2 separate regions of the Anas platyrhynchos genome follow, and region 2 is linked to region 1. The links are chromatin contacts, called in public Hi-C maps. All regions are on one chromosome and are shown on one strand. The core of a region is the stretch at or near the end of the contact, and the rest is flanking DNA. Distances in the headings are between cores, read along the strand shown.

Region 1 (2,700 bases), core at 140-2,639:
AAAAAAAAAAAAAGTAAATATAGAAAAAATATTTTGATTTCAGTCCTCCAAGAGATTATTGCAAAGTAAACAGAGGACGTTTATTCCAATAATTTCATACTTATCCCCTATTTATTTCCACTTTTAGGAAATAACTTGTACTTTTATTAACTTTTAAAATTAAAAATACTTGCCAGTTTTAAATGCTTGCTTTCCCCAAATCCAGTCACACTAAACTATACTTCAGTCACCATGAACTGTTTTTTATTAAAGTTAATCTTTTAAAACCTTACTCAGTGCTTAAACATATTTAATGTTTCCATCTAAATGACACTACAAAATTACTACATTTATTTCATAATAACTCTTTGTAGCTGGAAAACGATTGAGAAAATATCATCTGCAATAAATATTGCTTAGGTGTTCGGATCACTTTTTACCCATATTGATGACTTCTAAGTAAAAAAAAAAATATGGTTTGTTTTTAGAAGGCTTACTTTTGACTTCTTGGTACTACTTGTGTAGAACTTTTTGCAGGATTTGTATTACTTATACATGAAAAAATCAGTAGAATATATTTTAAAACATTGTTGGCTGTGAAAACTGGAGACAGAAGTCATGTCCTGAGTGTAATTTGCAGACTTAACCAGAACTTCTCTTATTTAAAGTAACCAAACAAAAATTATCCTGAAAAATATCATTTTGAAGGATTGAAATTGTAACCTCCAATTCCACTGAAAAATCTCTCCGTACTTCTATTAAAACAATATTTATATATATATTTATATATACATTTTGGTAAAAGAGACCAGATGCCAAAGTGTTTGCCATTGCCATTGATCATTATATAAAAAGTTGTTTAACATGTAGTTGTTGGTGATCTGTTTTCTTGAGAGCAGCCATGAACTTTGAACATAACATCCTGGGATGGCTAAATTATCAGTTCATCTGTACAATTTGTGGGCAATATCTGCTGTTCAGCCAGACACATTAACCATTCCTGACTCTAATCAAGAAATGTGGCACGAGAAAAATGTTTTTGGGGTTTTGTCACAGAGTGCTCTAAAATATTAAAGGGTAATTGCATGGGTCTTAGGCAACATTTATGCACTTTCCATGTTTTAAATAGTTGGCTTTCAGAGGAATTATTTGCCATTATAACATTCAAGAGTAGAGACCACATATTCATCTTCTGAAAAGACTTAGGCGTAAGATGGCTATTCGTAGAAGTAAACACTGATCAGTGATCCCAGGGAAGGAGCTCCACCTGATGCTGCGCTCCCGATACTAGTTATAAAATGTGTGTCTTTCTCAGGTCTGGGAGGAAGGGCAGCGCGTAAATTGACAGCCAATTAACAGCACCAGCACAGAACCGCTTTGTCAAGCTGCCACACCTCTGATCAGCCCGGCCACCACAGCCCTTTAGGGCCCCCAAACGCCCCCGGGGGTGGACGAGGCACCCGGGCACCGCCCTACGCCCCCTCAGCGGGCCGGGGCCGCCATTTCACGGCCCGGGGCTGGCGGCGGGCGCATGCGCGGTGGCGGCGGAGGCACGTGTGGCCTCGGCAGGGCCCGGCCACCTCGGGTAGCGCCGGGCTGGGGGAGGTGGGGCTCTGCTCTGTGGCGCTTCCTCGCGGATTAAAAACCGCGTTTTTAGCAAAGAAAAGGGGCTCTGACGCGTTGGTGGCGCTGGTGGGGAGTTGGGGCAAGTGGTGGGAGAGCAGGAAGGGGTGGGGGGCGTGGTGGGGAGCGCTGGAGCAGGGTTTGGGGTTGCTGTGGGGTGCGGAGTCTCATTTTTGACCTGTGAAAGGCTCCGGGGCAGGGTCTGCGAGGAGCATCCCAAGGGGTGTGGTGGTGTCTCAGGACCTGCTGTCATGGATGGAGATGCAGAGTGCAGCAAAGGTAATGCGAGGTTTCTTTTAAAAACAAACAAACAAAAAACACCAACAGCATAATCTTACATTCAGGAGTAACTTAAATCTTCCTTACCGTGTCTTTTTTCTCCCTCAAGTTGAAGATGTTGTGGGCTGCCACGTTGAAGATGCCATAACGTTTTGGGCACAGGTGAATTTCAAGAGCTGCTTGGTTTTAATCAAGTGCTTCATCTTACTTGTCCCCTATGGCGAGTTTCTGTGGAAGTGAGAACTGGTAGTGTTTGTCTTAAAAAAAAAACATTAATTTAGATCTCAGAATCCAAGTACTGTACTACTTTAAACTGAATTTGGCTACTTCATCTTTCCTAAAGCATGAAAGGGAATTGCTTATCCATCCATTTGAGTTGTAGCTGGATTTTCACATGTACTTTGGGGTAGTGTGTGGGGGAAGAGTAGTTTTCATTAATTGATGTGGCAGAGAGAAGGGGAAATCTAGAAGGAGCCCCTAGGGTTGTCTTTTCTGTTTGGTCTGCTGGCTGTAGAGCTGTAACTGGTGTATGTTTTGTGGCGCTGCCTAGCTTGGAGCCAGTCACAGGAGGTGCTGCTGTTTACCTTATTGATAATACGGATTAGGGCAGAGAGACCAAGCTTTGCTTGCTCTGCCTATGTAACACCTCCTTTTTTATTAAAAAAAAAAAAGTTGATTTTTTAAATTGAAATATAATAATGATGGTTCATTTTCCTTTGGGTTCATACCCTAGGATTCTGAGACTCAGTTATGGTGTCTTATTTAGCATTGTAAGGTGTGAAAGTTAAGAGTGGGCTTTTGAGGACAACAGAATATTTA
Region 2 (2,700 bases), core at 42-2,541, 140 kb before region 1:
GTGTCAAGGAAACTTGCTCTTTGCAGCACAGTACTCAATATACGCTTATGTTTTCATCACCTTGCTCATGCAGCAAGGTTGGAAGTGTGAGCAACACCACAGGGGCAGCCATTTAACCAGACTGTATTTAAAAATATACTAGTAAAAATATATATCAGCAGTGGTTGGGGCAGATGTGTGCGTGCATCTATTTTCCAGCGAGCTTTGTAGGGAGATGGATACTTTTAATAGAAGCAGCTGATCCAGTTGGGAAGAGTTGTGTGTACTCAAAACCAGATCCTCTATTGTAACTCACTGTCAAAACACTGAGCTCCACTCTTGCATGTGTTTCTTGCCTCACATGTATTTACTGCAACAGCCAGTTTCTATTCATATCCTTCCATTTTTTCATATTTCTCTTCATACTGTCTTTTCCTCTCCCCAAATTTTTCTCTCTAGCCCAAAGCCTCTAATTCTGCTGAAAAACAAACATGTTTTGTTTAAGCTGCTCTTCCGTAACACTCTTCGTGTACAGCCTTGTTGGGCAATCAGAACAAAATTCAAAGCCAAGTTGGTGGTGCAGCAGCAATTCTGATGAGCAGCTGAAAAGTTTATTTGTATAAACTTTTCATCTAAGCTAAAAAAAAGTCTTTCCTTTTCTTGAGCTCTTGTTCTAGCAGTTGTCTAAATTGGGTCTCCTGCTCTTGTTATAGCACAGATGTCTCTCTCACAAAAAGCCGCAGTCTTATGCTGTGGACTTTCATTCATCAGGCTCTAAAAGCCAGTTCTGACTTCATTATAAACAGCGTTACCCTACACCAAGCCCCACAAATCGCAACTGCTCTACAAGGGCTGCCTCACGAGCAAACACTACCCTTCAGCAGTGCTGAGAGCTCAAAGCCCACGTTGAAATATTCCGGTTTTCATGCAGATTTCCCGAGTTTAGAAGTGGAGCCTTTGAAAAAGCCAGAACAGTCATTTTCTGCACTATTTTGTGCATCTCTTCATACTGGGACTGTATGATTCCTGCCCTACACCAGAAAAAAAAAATTAGTCTCAAGGCATCGGGTATAGAAGAACAGTTTCCCTTATTGTTTCTCACACAAAATGCAGGAACTTCAGTGTTACTGCACAACCTAAAATTGTTTTCTTCACTCGTAAAGCAAGTGCTTTAGACCACCACCCTTACTTCCACAACTCTTAGAACACTGATCAGGAGTTAAAATTAGCCAACACAACTGAAATCACAAGCAGCAGAGGCAGAAACTGAGACAGGAGGATTAGGGTCATTCAGTAAAAGGCCACGTGGAAGCTTTTGGCAGCAAACACTCCGTGAGTGTTCCAGGTGATTTAACAAAAAAGGGGGGGGAGGGACTGGCAACAACATGAGGAAAGAAGTTGCTGGCACAAGTGGCATCTCTTTTTAGAAAGGAGAGGCAAGGTGAAAGAAAAGGAAAGAGCCAGGTGAGTATGGGGGGGGAGGCGGTGCTGGTAGCACTCCAGATATCAAGCCTGTTTGAACCACTGATGCCATCTGTACACCTTACGTGCTCTGTTGGCATATTTAAGCCCACAAAAAAAAAAATTAAATTCCACTAATGCAACACAACAGCCTGATGTAATCCCCACCAGGCCCTTGTGCACTTGCGACACGGGTGCATGAAGCAAGACCTCGCCTCAGCAGAGGAACCAGCGCTCGCCCAGCCCCACGACTTACAGCAACAGAAGGTCTTCAGAGCGGCTTCCTTTCGGCTTCAGTAATCTTTTGATTGGTAAAACTTGTATCCCCACTAGGGGGCCCGGCCAGCATAGCTTACAAGGAAAATTAAACATGAAGAAGCACATAATGAATCCCCGTGGAAGCCGTCATCTCTGCGAGGTGCAACCAAACAAGGCGGCGCCACCTGTGTGGAAGCCACCACAGGCCCCAGAGCTGGTGCTAGGCTGGCCTGGGCACTGCCACACGTCAGAGCACAAACACAGCAGCTTTGCCCGTTTTTACCAAATATAAGGTGAGACCAGAGCAGCGTGGACATGGAGGATCCAAACCAACACGTGGGCTGCCGGGATAAAGTTGCTTCAAAATGTCGTGAAGGCATTTGAATAGGCAAAGCCAGCTTGCAATGGCTCGGCACATTGCAACATGTGGTGATGGTGTTTTTCGTCTCGTAGGCCCTCCAATACCCAGTTTACTGTCTCATGAAACCATGACCATAGTCTGGAAGAATCAGAAAAATAAGTCTGGAAGCTGCTGAAGTCATTGTTTGCACACACCAGAAAGGCAGCGCCTGAAAACAATAACTCTGGCGTATTTACCACATCCCATACAAACCCTGGAGTGAATTCTTCTCCTGGGAACTTACAGTTGTATCCAAATGTTCAAAACTATTAATAAGTTTACCCTATAATACAACTGTGTTTAGGTGGCATTACCAGGGTTTTAAGAATGTAAAACTGAACCACAGAGAACAAAACCAAAATTGTCAGAAGGAACTACTAATTGAGTGACCAATTTGGACACCGAGGGCTTGATTTTCCACAGTGCTCAGCACTTCTGGGCATCCAAAGTGCAGCTTCAAAGCCACTTCAGCAGCAAGGGGAACGCTGCACTTCTGCACAAGAGGCCAGAGGCTCTTCACGTGAGACAAACTGAGCACAGCCCACACCACAAGCAACTCCTGGCAGCTCCTGCTTACACTGTTTGCCCAGCGCCAGGTAGCT

The links. Hi-C and Micro-C count contacts between places; a contact is called where the count stands out from the background.
Region 2: a Hi-C map of liver shows a contact between it and region 1, with 3 times the contacts expected there. The contact joins the enhancer-like site here to the promoter of STK31 in region 1. A contact is called at or near these places in 2 of 8 Hi-C or Micro-C datasets (liver and subcutaneous adipose tissue).

Annotation. Positions count from the first base shown.
Region 1 is chr2:125,888,552-125,891,251 of IASCAAS_PekinDuck_T2T, reverse strand. STK31 (serine/threonine kinase 31) reads left to right here and starts at 1,389. Exons shown (of 24, transcript XM_038175395.2): 1 at 1,389-1,584; 2 at 1,790-1,881; 3 at 1,991-2,043. The coding sequence starts at 1,511.
Region 2 is chr2:126,030,457-126,033,156 of IASCAAS_PekinDuck_T2T, reverse strand. The region is part of intron 4 of IGF2BP3 (insulin like growth factor 2 mRNA binding protein 3); the gene reads right to left. Among named protein-coding and RNA genes, the nearest start is that of MALSU1, 54 kb to the left of the region's middle. Within about 2 kb of position 1,291, at least 3 of the 8 cell types and tissues checked have an H3K27ac peak or open chromatin away from gene starts, as enhancers often do.